Regions from separate parts of the Mus musculus genome. Here region 1 is linked to region 2. Evidence: chromatin contacts called from public HiChIP or PLAC-seq data. All regions are on one chromosome and are shown on one strand. Each heading gives the region's core, a stretch centred on a gene start, on an enhancer-like site or on the middle of the called end of the contact. The rest is flanking DNA. Distances are from core to core; before and after follow the strand shown. Region 1 overlaps Mbnl1 (muscleblind like splicing factor 1). Region 2 has its middle 64 kb from the start of Mbnl1.

The links. HiChIP or PLAC-seq counts read pairs in DNA pulled down with a chosen protein or histone mark.
Region 1: a contact with region 2 is called in a BATF HiChIP or PLAC-seq map of CD8 T cells, with 5 read pairs. The contact joins two enhancer-like sites. A contact is called at or near these places in 2 of 484 Hi-C or Micro-C datasets (nephron progenitors and peritoneal macrophages), 1 of 115 datasets of contacts at active chromatin or transcription factors (CD8 T cells) and 2 of 9 other capture datasets (adipose tissue and liver).

Annotation. Positions count from the first base shown.
Region 1 is chr3:60,606,649-60,613,780 of GRCm38.p6, forward strand. It overlaps Mbnl1 (muscleblind like splicing factor 1), which reads left to right. Exons shown (of 10, transcript NM_020007.4): 5 at 6,615-6,872. Among named protein-coding and RNA genes, the nearest start is that of Mbnl1, 110 kb to the left of the region's middle. Within about 2 kb of position 5,388, at least 12 of the 459 cell types and tissues checked have an H3K27ac peak or open chromatin away from gene starts, as enhancers often do. A contact at or near this core is called in CD8 T cells, where this site is marked.
Region 2 is chr3:60,433,638-60,441,017 of GRCm38.p6, forward strand. No RefSeq gene overlaps it. Among named protein-coding and RNA genes, the nearest start is that of Mbnl1, 64 kb to the right of the region's middle. Within about 2 kb of position 4,889, at least 45 of the 459 cell types and tissues checked have an H3K27ac peak or open chromatin away from gene starts, as enhancers often do. A contact at or near this core is called in CD8 T cells, where this site is marked.

The DNA.
Region 1 (7,132 bases), core at 4,138-6,637, 170 kb after region 2:
CTGCTACCCTTTAATTTTAAATGTCAAGTTGTCAACCTGCTAATAAATTAACGAGTCACAGAAAGATACATTCTTGCACAGATATTTTTAGGGTAGAATTATGACATAAGTCATGACACTCCAGAGGAATAGTTTAAACATCTGTTAACATTCCTTTTGGGGACATGTTTAGGTCTTAGTCATTCCAGCCTCAAAACATGTTATCTTGATTGTACTTGTGGACATGGTGCAGGGTAGTCTAGACTTGGTGGAGACTAGCATCACTTGGGGTAGTAGTTTAAGTGTGGGACCTCATCCATATAGACTTTTAGGTCACTGGTGGGTCTCAGGAATTATTGTCACTTATCAGACAAGTGATTGCAAAGGGAAAATGTAAAGCGGTTGCTTGTAACCCCCAACTTTTCACCAGTCCTTCGTTATGAGTGACTGAACTGAAATGCACTTCTATTAATGCTCAGACCTTAGCGTGGGTTTCTACATTGCTGAAGGATTCTAGATACTGGGACACCTATTAAAGTAGTTCATACCGCCCACTGAGGAGCCACCTCAGTGGCTGCGTGTTTCAAAGACTTACTAAGACGTTAGATAGCTATTTGGTTAATTAAATGCACCATTTTATATCATCACCCTTTGTGAGAAGAACATGTTAAATATTCCAAACAAGCTGAGCAAACTCCTTGCCGCCTCCTGTTTTCAGGTGGGGCTTGTTTTTAAATAAACAACTCTTGTTCTGTGAGGGCATTATTTTTTTTAAAGTAATAGAAATACAAGTTTCTACTTTACTGGAATGCAAGCATGTGCTAATTCTTTACATATAGGCAAATTTTAATATAATTCTTATGACTTGGACACAGAGTATTATTTGAAAGCCACATAGAAGAAACAAGAATATATAGATTGGTATTTTAGTGAGTTTAATGAATTTAGTATTATATTAAAGCAAAAGTCCCCAGCTATTGATGGTTCTCCACTTAAGCTCTTTTACTCGTCTTCCAGAGGACCCATGTGACTCACAACTGCCTGCCAATCCAAGTCCAAGGGATTCTAGTGCCCTTTTATAGCCTCTGTGGGCTCTACATTCATGTGTGCAAACCCACACATGGACACTTAATTAAAAATAAAAGGCTTTATATTCACTAAGATTAAAAACGCAGCAACTCTTTATCTTGGTGTGTGTGTGTGTGTGTGTGTGTGTGTGTGTGTGTGTGTGTGTTTCTGGGATCCAACAAATGCTTTTAACAGGAAAAGCTTATCAGTCAATTCCTTTTAGTTTGTATTTTTGTAGAGGATACATTGCCACTTCTTGTCTAATACTTTAATATCGTTAAAAAATTAAAGACATTTTAAAAGAATACAATTTTTAAATCATAGATTAGCTATATAATATCTCTTCAAAGTATATTCAAGCTTCTTTTAAATATTTAATACTATTTCCCTGTCAGTTATTAATTTTTATAATTAATTTAAGTTTGTCCAAAACAAAAGTTTTTAACTTGTAAATTATTTTAATATAAGGTAATTACCAACTTTGGCTTGACTACTCATTTCCTACTATTTCACAAATTTTTCATTTAAATTAATGTTTAAATTTCTCTTATTTTGAAAGAGTAATAAAATATCTGTAGAGTTATAGGCTTTAACATGTTGATGACTTTAATGCTGTACCTGAATTATTGTTCTTTTGAATTTATGCAGCATTTCGTAGAGTGACAGAAACCCTGAAATGGACTTAATACATGTTGGTCATTCCTACACACTCATAGTTGACCTTTAAAGATATGTAGTTAAATGACAAATGTATACATGTACACAATATAATGATGTATATTTCATACCCAGTGTGAATAATAATATAGGTATGTTGTACTTTCTGAACTAAAAGATGATGATGCCCACATTATAATTTAAAAAAAAATACCCATTGGATCTTAACAGAAATCCTGAAAGATATTTAAATAAATAAGCAGATTCTCTGGGGTTTTTGTTCGTTTGTTTGGTTGGTTTGTTTTAGAAAAATAAATCAAAATTTATGTGTGATTTAAGTGATTATAAATATAAAATTTATATTTTATATTAAAATGTGATTATAAATATAACTTAACTATGATTGATCAATGAGGTTCACCAGAGTTTTAAACTTAGGAAACTTAATTCATTTCATGGAAGTACAAGCAGTTTCTTTTTATTTTTTTTCTTGTATTCTTTTTAGAATAAATATTAGAGCCATAATCAAATTACTGATTATCAAGAATACTTTTTTATTTTGATTGATTGATTGATTGATTGATTGGCAAAGTTTCACTGCATAGCCCTAGTTTCTCTGGTACTCAGAATGTAAACATGGTAGGCTTTGCACTCAGAGATGTGCCTTCCTCTGTCCTCTGTCCTAGGGTGTAAGGATTAAACAGGTTAAAGGTGTTTGCCACCCCAGAGATTTCACCACCAGGAATGACTTTTAAGGCTAACATGTGATGATAAGCTTAATAGAAATGAAGTCCTTGGGACTTGTTGACATCCCAGAATATTAAGGTCAACTAAGTCCCTGGCCACCATTATGGTTATTTTTCCATTCCTGACTTTTAGTGTTATTCTCTAAATATTGCTGAGTTTGTTACACAGATGTGGTAAAAAACAAACATGCGCCCTCTAGAGGATCTCTTCTGAAAAGCTGTGCAATAACTGTCCAGCTTTAGAGTTCCAGCATTGACGTGATTTCCCCAGGACCCCCAACAGTCACCACCTTATGAGACATGGAAATCTTCCTATTGTTTTCAATTATATTTGTTACATTTTTAAAAATAAAGACTAAACAGTGGAACTACTTATATTAAATAGATTTGAGTGCTGTGTTATAAGCTGTTTTCTTTACACTAATTAGTATTTCTGTTTTAATTGCTGTTGATATTGTTTCATTTTCTGAATGTCTTTCTATGACAAGAAATAGTTCCAAAATTGCAAACTCCATCTTCTTTGTGCCTTGTTGATACTATCCTATTTATTTAACCAAAATATTTATCATTCCATATTCACATTTCTTTGGAAATTGGCAGCTTTTTCCTATTGACTAAAGTTTATAATTATCCTACAAAAGTTGTATGAGAGATAGAATTTATGATGTTTTGGTGAATATTGCAGTGGAAATGCTACATTTTATATTAAAAGCAACTTTTATCGGTTTCCTGTTACACTGTATAAATAGCCTACTTAATGTTCACAGAGTAAGACACACAGTAGTCTTTTTTGATTGAATCTGATTTTGTGTATGGCTTAGTGTAACTGATCATTTTAATTTAGGTTTAAGAAAATCAAACTACAGGAAATACTTTAAATTTTTGACCTACAAATTTTATTTCTACATATTCAAATTAGAAAATTATCCAAAATGCCTATTGTCATATTTCCTTTGCAAAAGTATTCATAATAAGAAAGCAATGGAAATAATCTCTAGATCCACTGAAGAGTCATCCATACTGTGTGCAGTGTTTGATAACTGAGGTGCAATCGGAAATGGTGACATTGACCTCATAGAGGAAAATGAAAATGTTGAAACTGTTAAGTAAGGCATTGCTTTCTGAAAATGATAACCAAGTTGTACCCTGATCACAGCCATGCAAAAGTCTGTGCAAACTGAAAACTGCACAAAAGGAAAATATAGTCAGAACATTGCTTGGATTTTTTTTTTAAATGTGTCTGTTTCTTAAGTTCTCACCCTGTTTTAAATTATGAGATTAAATATATTGAAAAAAGTTTTTAATCTTAATTTACCAATGTAGACTACATCTAAAAGTTCTGTCTTGTTTGAATGAGATTGGTAAACTCAGACTAAAGTTTCCTCGGCATTTCAGAAAAAGAAACAGACCAAATCTGTATTTAGCAGTCTGCAGATAGACCCTTCTGCTGTTTAGCAGTCTGCAGATAGACCCTTCTGCTGGTGGTGACTGTAAGAGCGACTGTGTTTTAAAGTTGGCTTCATTCAGTCTCCAACATTCCAGAGTACATCTAATATCTGCCAGACTTTTCTTGCAAGCCTCTCACTAGTTAAACTTTTGTAATAAGCTGTCTCCTACACTATTTTCCTAAACTCAAAGTTAAAACTGCAGCAAAAATGACCAATGAATGCTAAAATCTTAGGAGAAGATGCTTTTCCATTGCATTCTGGGTAGATTCCTAGTTATCAGCTCTGGTTAACTATTTGTACAAAGCCCCTGTGTGCATTCCACAAAAGAGTGAAGTGTAAATTGTCATCAAGCAGTCCTTAACCTGTAGAAAACCATACATGCACAAACAGAACTCACAAATACACTGTCTTTAGGTCAAAGGTCTTCCTGTCAATGTGGCAAGATCGACACATAGCGTTAAGTATTCTGCTTTCAGCTCACTCTTAGACTTAGAAAGAGGGTTGTTGACGTCTGAATAGAGAGAACACCTGGACCTGTCTGAAGTCGTGTTAAATCAAGCCACAATGTTAGGTTTCGTTTAGTACTAGACATAGATTTAACACAAAATGTATTTTTATGGAGAGGTAAACTGACTTCATTGTAATGTATTTTTATTCAGAGTATCTCCTAACGTGGCCCCAGTGATTAGGCCATAGTTTGGAACATGCTCCTGGAACCTGTGTTTGGAAGGTCCCACAACTTCCCTTGGGACTCAGCTAGAAAGGGGGCTTGTTCTGAAACACAACTTGGACACATTTGCTTTCTGAACTTTGACCTCTTTGTTACTCATAAGTTTTTTTTTCCTGTTCAAGAAGATGAATATACTAATCAAAACAGTCTTTTGTAACTTCCTAAATCATCTGTATTGTTAGTTATTCAGCATACTTAACAATTAAATAAACTAAGGAAGGGCAGTAGCTGAGTTAGGCTGTTGCTGTGCTGTAGAATGCAGGTCTTTAGGTAGGTGAATGTTTCCAGTATTCATTTACAACATGGTTTTTAACGTGTAGCCAAACCCAAGTTCTTAATATGAACCACTTTCTACAATAATAGGTTATTAATACAGTTAGGGGCTAGGTTTACACGTGGTCGTTTTATTAGAACTATAAAAATCGCCGGGCGTGGTGGCGCACGCCTTTAATCCCAGCACTTGGGAGGCAAAGGCAGGCGGATTTCTGAGTTCGAGGCCAGCCTGGTCTACAGAGTGAGTTCCAGGACAGCCAGGGCTACACAGAGAAACCCTGTCTCGAAAATCCAAAAAAAAAAAAAAAAAAAAAAAAAAAAAGAACTATAAAAATCATAGCATCTTGTTCTTGCTTAACTAAGAAATGGTGTCCAGTGTTTGCATCTGCCTTGTTTTGGGGGGCAGACATCCAGGATGTATAAAAGCTGTGTCTTTGAAGTATGTGTTGTAAAAAATTTGAGGTTTGAAACCAGAGTTCAAACTTGTAAGGTCATTCAGTGTTTTAGATCGCCCCCTGGTGGTCAAAAGATCTAACTCCCAAAGGGGAGACTTGGAAACTTCATTCAGTACAACTCAAAGAACAAATGAATGAGAAAGAATACATTTTACCTCCTCCCACGGATACAGTAAAATTAACAGATACAAAGCAAATACACAGTAACACACATGAGTGTCTTTCTCCATCCACTTTCTACAGCTGCCTTGTACCCAAAAGTGACTCCTCGAAACATTTTGGTTAGAAAGGCTCTCCGGCTAGAATGTTTTGTTTTTTACTTGGAACAATTTTGTTTTATCCAAGAGTTACAAGTATACAGCTGAAAGTTCTTGCCTGATATTCACTAGACTAAATAACTTCAGTACTGCTTACAAATCCAAAAATTTAACTTTCATTTACTATAAATTAAATGATCTGTATACCTGAATCAGATTTAAGTTTTGATTACATTGATTCTTTATTTGTCCATGTGTCTGGTCACATGCATGCACTCATGCCCCAGAGTGTTATGTGGACAGCAAAGGATGGTTTGCAGGAGTAAGTTCTGTCCTCCCACTGTGTGGTTTCAGGACTCCGGCTCAGGATGTCAGTTGGTGCAGTGTCTCCTGGGCTCCTGCAGCAGGTGTAAGCAGCTGTCCTGCCAGCATCCCTTCTCAGGCTCCATGATCACTGTCCACGGCAGTGACTTAATCTTTCTCCTGGTAGTGTGCATGGCACTTTGAAACAATGTTTGATTATTTTATAAAATGCTTCCTATCTGGTTTGACTGGTAGTCCTCAGTTTTAACAATAGGAAATGATACAAATACCGTGATGTGGTGTGTTGGTTTTGAATCACACCAACAGAGTGGTGTGTCCCTGTGTCTCAATCTTTATGCATTTACTTGGTGAGAATGATGGCTGCTGGCTCTCCTCACTATAAAATCCAGACTTTCCCCCTCTCTAATTAATAAGGAAACCAACACAATAGTGGATAGATGTTTCATTATATGCTCTCTGTTCACTGTAAACATATTTTCTTTCTCAAGAACATTCCCCTGGAAATGTGCTAATATTTAAATGCTAAGCACTGCTGAGTTATGCCACTACATTGCTCTAGTTTGCCCTCTCCCTCCATGTACACCCTTGGTCACCAATTTGGATAGTTGGATTACTGTTTTCAGAAAGGACCCGCATGCTCATATTGACTGAATCCCGTGCATTTAATGACCTCATAGGTGTGTCGAGAGTACCAGCGTGGCAATTGCAACAGAGGAGAAAATGACTGTCGGTTTGCTCATCCTGCTGACAGCACAATGATTGATACCAATGACAACACAGTCACTGTCTGCATGGATTACATCAAGGGGAGATGCTCTCGGGAAAAGTGCAAATACTTCCATCCTCCCGCACACCTGCAAGCCAAGATCAAGGCTGCCCAATACCAGGTCAACCAGGCTGCAGCAGCACAGGCTGCAGCTACTGCAGCTGCCATGGTGAGTGGAGACAGCAGTGCCCTCCTGTCAGCAATCAGAAAAGATAGTGAACAATTTCTCTACTGCCAGCTATTCATCTATTAACCTCTTCCTCCCGTTTTGCTGAAGATATGTTTGTTCAGGTATCCCACACAATACATAAAGAAGCTACCATTCACAGACGCAAGGATAACTCCTCAAATGTTGCTCATCCTCTTAGCCTAACCCCTAAGACTGTCTCATTCTGGATGTAGGGTTTCTGAAATTCCTGCTTCATAAGG
Region 2 (7,380 bases), core at 3,639-6,138:
TTTGAAGGTCTGATAGAACTCTGCACTAAACCCATCTGGTCCTGGGCTTTTTTTGGTTGGGAGACTATTAATAACTGCTTCTATTTCTTTAGGTGATATGGGACTGTTTAGATGGTCAACTTGATCCTGACTCAACTTTGGTACCTGGTATCTGTCCAGAAATTTGTCCATTTCGTCCAGGTTTTCCAGTTTTGTTGAGTATAGCCTTTTGTAGAAGGATCTGATGGTGTTTTGGATTTCTTCAGGATCTGTTGTTATGTCTCCCTTTTCATTTCTGATTTTGTTAATTAGGATTTTGTCCCTGTGCCCTTTAGTGAGTCTAGCTAAGGGTTTATCTATCTTGTTGATTTTCTCAAAGAACCAACTCCTCGTTTGGTTAATTCTTTGAATAGTTCTTCTTGTTTCCACTTGGTTGATTTCACCCCTGAGTTTGATTATTTCCTGCCGTCTACTCCTCTTGGGTGAATTTGCTTCCTTTTTTTCTAGGGCTTTTAGATGTGTTGTCAAGCTGCTAGTATGTGCTGTCTCCCGTTTCTTCTTGGAGGCACTCAGCGCTATGAGTTTCCCTCTTAGAAATGCTTTCATTGTGTCCCATAGGTTTGGGTACGTTGTGGCTTCATTTTCATTAAACTCTAAAAAGTCTTTAATTTCTTTCTTTATTCCTTCCTTGACCAAGGTATCATTGAGAAGAGTGTTATTCAGTTTCCACGTGAATGTTGGCTTTCCATTATTTATGTTGTTATTGAAGATCAGTCTTAGGCCATGGTGGTCTGATAGGATACATGGGACAATTTCAATATTTTTGTATCTATTGAGGCCTGTTTTGTGACCAATTATATGGTCAATTTTGGAGACGGTCCCGTGAGGTGCTGAGAAGAAGGTATATCCTTTTGTTTTAGGATAAAATGTTCTGTAGATATCTGTCAGGTCCATTTGTTTCATAACTTCTGTTAGTTTCACTGTGTCCCTGTTTAGTTTCTGTTTCCACGATCTGTCCTTTGAAGAAAGTGGTGTGTTGAAGTCTCCCACTATTATTGTGTGAGGTGCAATGTATGCTTTGAGCTTTACTAAAGTGTCTCTAATGAATGTGGCTGCCCTGGCATTTGGTGCGTAGATATTCAGAATTGAGAGTTCCTCTTGGAGGATTTTACCTTTGATGAGTATGAAGTGTCCCTCCTTGTCTTTTTTGATAACTTTGGGTTGGAAGTCGATTTTATCCGATATTAAAATGGCTACTCCAGCTTGTTTCTTCAGTCCATTTGCTTGGAAAATTGTTTTCCAGCCTTTCACTCTGAGGTAGTGTCTGTCTTTTTCCCTGAGATGGGTTTCCTGTAAGCAGCAGAATGTTGGGTCCTGTTTGTGTAGCCAGTCTGTTAGTCTATGTCTTTTTATTGGGGAATTGAGTCCATTGATATTAAGAGATATTAAGGAAAAGTAATTGTTGCTCCCTTTTATTTTTGTTGTTAGAGTTGGCATTCTGTTCTTGTGGCTGTCTTCTTTTTGGTTTGTTGAATGATTACTTTCTTGGTTGTTCTAGGGCGTGATTTCCGTCCTTGTATTGCTTCTTTTCTGTTATTATCCTTTGAAGGGCTGGATTCGTGGAAAGATATTGTGTGAACTTGGTTTTGTCGTGGAATACTTTGGTTTCTCCATCTATGGTAATTGAGAGTTTGGCCGGGTATAGTAGCCTGGGCTGGCATTTGTGTTCTCTTAGTGTCTGTATAACATCTGTCCAGGCTCTTCTGGCTTTCATAGTCTCTGGTGAAAAGTCTGGTGTAATTCTGATAGGCCTTCCTTTATATGTTACTTGACCTTTCTCCCTTACTGCTTTTAATATTCTATCTTTATTTAGTGCATTTGTTGTTCTGATTATTATGTGTCGGGAGGAATTTCTTTTCTGGTCCAGTCTATTTGGAGTTCTGTATGCTTCTTGTATGATCATGGGCATCTCTTTTTTTATGTTTGGGAAGTTTTCTTCTATTATTTTGTTGAAGATATTAGCTGGCCCTTTAAGTTGAAAATCTTCATTCTCATCAATTCCTATTATCCGTAGGTTTGGTCTTCTCATTGTGTCCTGGATTACCTGGATGTTTTGAGTTAGGATCCTTTTGCATTTTGTATTTTCTTTGACTGTTGTGTCGATGTTCTCTATGGAATCTTCTGCACCTGAGATTCTCTCTTCCATTTCTTGTATTCTGTTGCTGATGCTCGCATCTATGGTTCCAGATCTCTTTCCTAGGGTTTCTATCTCCAGCGTTGCCTCGCTTTGGGTTTTCTTTATTGTGTCTACTTCCCCTTTTAGTTCTAGTATGGTTTTGTTCATTTCCATCACCTGTTTGGCTGTGTTTTCCTGCTTTTCTTTAAGAGCCTGTAACTCTTTAGCAGTGCTCTCCTGTAAATCTTTAAGTGACTTATGAAAGTCCTTCTTGATGTCCTCTATCATCATCATGAGAAATGTTTTTAAATCTGGGTCTAGATTTTCGGTTGTGTTGGGGTGCCCAGGACTAGGTGGGGTGGGAGTGCTGCGTTCTGATGATGGTGAGTGGTCTTGATTTCTGTTAGTAGGATTCTTACGTTTGCCTTTCGCCATCTGGTAATCTCTGAAGCTAGCTGTTTTAGTTGTCACTGTTAAGAGCTTGTTCTTCAGGTGACTCTGTTAGCCTCTATGAGCAGACCTGGAGGGTAGCACTCTCCTTAGTTTCAGTGGGCAGAGTATTCTCTGCAGGTAAGCTCTCTTCTTGCAAGGCAGGTACCCAGATATCTGGTGTTCGAACCAGACTCCTGGCAGAAGTTGTGTTCCACTCACTAGAGGTCTTAGGATCATGTGTGGAATCCTGTGTGGGCCCTTGCGGGTGTCAGGCGACTCAGCTGGCAAGGTAGCCGGGGCTCGAGTGGAGTGGAAGGGGTTTGTGCCCCAGATCAAGCCCGGGTAGCCTGCTTCCCTATGTACCGCAGTCTCAAGTTCCACGCGATTGGATTGGGGTAGGCGCTGTGTTCCACTCACCAGAGGTCTTAGGGTCCCGTGGGGAGTCCCGTGTGGGCCCTTGCGGGTGTTGGGCAAGACTCTGCTGTCAAGGTAGCCCGGGGCTCGAGTCTCGAGTCGAGCGGAAGGGACTTGTGCCCCAGATCAGGCCCGGGTAGCCTGCTTCCCTATGTACCGCAGTCTCAAGTTCCGCGCGATTGGATTGGGGCAGGCACTGTGGTCCACTCACCAGAGGTCTTAGGGTCCCGTGGGGAGTCCCGTGTGGACCCTTGCGGGTGTTGGGCAAGACTCTGCTGGCAAGGTAGCCCGGGGCTCGAGTCTCGAGTCGAGCGGAAGGGACTTGTGCCCCAGATCAGGCCCGGGTAGCCTGCTTCCCTATGTACCGCAGTCTCAAGTTCCGCGCGATTGGATTGGGGCAGGCACTGTGATCCACTCACCAGAGGTCTTAGGGTCCCGTGGGGAGTCCCGTGTGGACCCTTGCGGGTGTTGGGCAAGACTCTGCTGGCAAGGTAGCCCGGGGCTCGAGTCTCGAGTCGAGCGGAAGGGCTCTCTCTCTCTTTCTTTCTTTCTCTCTCTCTTTCTGTTTTTTCTTTCTTTCTTCTTTCTTTCTGTCTGTCTGTCTGTCTGTATGTATGTATGTATGTATGTATGTATTTCTCTTCCTCTCTCTCTCTCTCTCTCTCTCTCTCTCTCTCTCTCTCTCTCTCTCTCTGTTTTTCTCAGTCATGTTTGGTTCTAACCTAGGAATCAGAGCCATTCAGCTTCCTGAACCTGTCCATCCAGGCTGTATCAGGCATAGGATCCCTCTTGTGGTATGGGCTTGAAGTTAGATCAGTCAATGTTTTGGCCACTACCACAAGCTCTGAGCCACCATTTCCCTCACACATCTTCCAGGCAGGGAAGGTTATGGACCACAGATTTTGTGGCTGGGTTGGTGTCCCAGTTCTACCACATCTTTCAAGTCTTGCAGAAGAAAGAAAACAATATTGAATGCATTCATTATTTTGATTTTGAATGCAAAGTTTAACAAACTTTTAATTGGCTGAGAGGCTGCAGGAAGACACAATAACAGCTCCCTACCATCATCATTTCCCAGTGAGGTTTTTTGGTTAAAATTAGGCCTTCTGAATATCAGCAGAGTGAGAAGTTATTGTTGGGTGCATTTTAATAGCAGAAAACTAAATAGCAGAGGCCTTAGTTAGTTGTTCCAAAGTCAGAAAAGGAAACATTACAGACCTTGGATCCCAGCCAACGTGTCCAATCCCAGGAAGGAAGTAGATCATTGTGTTGCTTCATCTTACTTTTTATTGCAAGAGTTTCCATTTTTGAAAACCAACCTGGCATTTCATAAAAGCTCCCTCTGACAAACTTTGTCCTTTTTAATTGCCAAGGCCTTTGGATTCCAGGCTCTGTAGGCCTAAGGACATTTGCCCAATAAATCACAAACAGCTACAGAGGGAAACATCCCTGACACAAAGTAGCTATTAACTTGGGAAAACAAGCTCAAGAAAAATTAAGGAACCTGCTGGAATTTTAAGCATTAGAATCTCATCCTTGGGAGAGCTGTGGGGACAATAATAGTTGCTGGAGACACAAAACAGACAGAAAAATACTGCTTAAAACATTATATTCCAAACAATTGTAGGCACAGTGTCTACCCTCCAGTGCACCCACAAGGTCCTTATCACATGTGTTTGAAGACTACTGCACTAAATGCTTATTTAGCAGGTTAAATGGGTGGCAAAGGAATGGTTGGCACCCCTCTGATTTTGTATGTAGTTTGAGCAAGAAAGATGAACCAGAAAAAGGTACAAAGCAAAGAAGACATGCCAGCTGAGTGACATATCAGAAGGAAATAAGGACAATGGGACTTCTTTTTCTCAGAACTTTCCTGCTGTGATTAGAGCTGGGAAGTGTGGTTTTTATGCCTGTATATGACAGGGCAATTTTCTTCAATTTGCCATATCTCTCTAGTGCAATGCTATCAAAAGAATCTCTATGGTAATGAACTTTTTAAAATTTTTGGTTGTTTAATAACGTATCCAATAGCTAAATATGGCAGTTGAGGCCTTGAAAAGTGGCAGATGATAGTATACAACTAATTTTTGAATAGTTTAATTAATTTAAATGTAAATAGCTTCCTTGGTTTTTGGATACTGTGTGGGACAGTACTTCAATACACGCTGAGCCTATTTCTCTGTTTCATTCTTACCAAATTTAATAACTTTGTTTCTGTTTTGGTTTTAGTGAGTATTATAATTTAGTGCATAATTGTGAGAAGTCTAAAATGAGTCATGCAGATCAGACTTAGTACACTAAAAATAATTCCCTGGGGCTGGGAAGAGGCCCCATTGTCACACTTGCTGCCCAAGTGTGAGGACCAGAGTTTAGATCACAAGAAATCTATGTAAATGCCTAATAGGCATGGTGACTTGCCTATATTTCTAGTCCTCAAAGGAGACAGCAAACTGGCTAGCAAGACTAGCCAGGTTGACAAGCTCTGAGATAGATTGAGAAGTCTTGCAATGATTAATGCAATAGAAGACTAACATAGGATGATTCCCAACACAAATCTATGACCTTCACATGCAAGTGCACAAACATGTACATGTAGCCCACACATGCACACACACACACACACACACACACACACACACACACACCAAAAAAAAAAAAATCCCCAGAAAATAATTTTACAGGGGAAAGTGGAATGTCTCATCAGATAAAGGGACTTCCAACTAAACCTGATTATCTCAATACAGTCTCTCATTGTAGAGATAAAGTCTTTTGACTTCCACAGATACACATGACTCTCAGAAATGTACATAGATACAGATACACATACACATGTGTGCATGTACACATCCACTCTCAAATAATGAATGAATAAATATCAGCAATTCTATAAATATGGCTGAATAATATCTGATGTCTGTCTATTCAAAGACACAAACATGAGTTTCATTTATATAAAACAGCATAAGACATTGAGAATTGAAATTATGTTTTTCTGTGTCCTGGAGGAATGTGCCTTCTCAAAAACCTCATGTATAACCTCTTAGTGCTTATACATGTGGTGTGGGAGACAGAGAAAAACAGAGAGAGAGAGAGAGAGAGAGAGAGAGAGAGAGAGAGAGAGAGAGAGAGAGAGAGAGAGAGAAGAGAGACAGAGACAGAGACACAGAGAGAGACAGAGATACGGAGAGACAGAAAGAGAGAGAACAAGTAAAAAAAGCCAAACAAAAAATAATTGAGGGGGCTGGAGAGATGGCTCAGCGGGTAAGAGCACCAATTGCTCTACTGAGGTCCTGAGTTCAAATCCCAGCAACCACATGGTGGCTCACAACCATCTGTAATGAGATCTGACGCCCTCTTCTGGTGTGTCTGAAGTCAGCTACAGTGTACTTATGAATAATAATAAATAAATCTTTAAAAAAAAATAATTGAGGCTTTGCAAGCACAAATGTCTAAGGTATGTAAAAATGAAGTTTATATGTGACGTGTCAATCCATATTAAATATGAGGCAAAGAAAACCCATGAGTTCTCATCCACAATGTATTCTACCACTTTGGTCACATCAGGGGGCCATCTGCTCAGCCCATCTGAGGTCCACCATCACTGTTTCATCCACCTGTGATAGTTAGCTGGCATGCTCCATGTGGGTTTGGAGACTAGTGTACTAAATGATTTCTACAGCTCTTGAATTTCAAGCACCTTCGATTTTCCGATAATAAATCCACTAAATCTTTTAAAAGATGAGAGGAGGCTTTGTTTCATCAAAATCCTAAGTCTCGGGGGTCTGATGTGCTTTATGACTGCTACAAATACTTATCAAAAGATCTGAGATATTGTTGCATGTAAACCCTTTCCCCATGCAAACTGCTCACTGATTGTTTAGTGAATAAATGATGCAGAAGTTCCTAGCAGGAATGATCAGTAGGTAACATCTTTAAGCTGAGAAATTTCTAAAGCCTTTGATTGTAAGTGTCTGACAGCATTGGATTCACTTCATTTTATGCTTTTGATTATTTTTTTATCTCCCATAAAACTGTGACAGTAATTGAAGCCACAGTAATAGTTTATAGCTGTCCGATATAAATCCCCAGAGAGTGCCCATTGTTCCAGCTTGCTTTCTGTGGCTTCTGACAAAACCCTGACCAGGAAAGCAACTTGGGGAGGAAAATATTTATTTCGGTTTACATTTCCACATAACAGTCCACCATTGAGGGAAGTTGAACAGGAACTCAAGTCAGAATGTGGAGGCAAGAACTGAAGCAGAGACCATGGAGGAGTGCTGCTGCAGGCTCAGGTTCAGCTACCATTTATATACAGCTTAGGCCAACCTGCCCAGGGGAGATTCTATACACAGTGGGTTAAACCCTCTAACAATCAACAC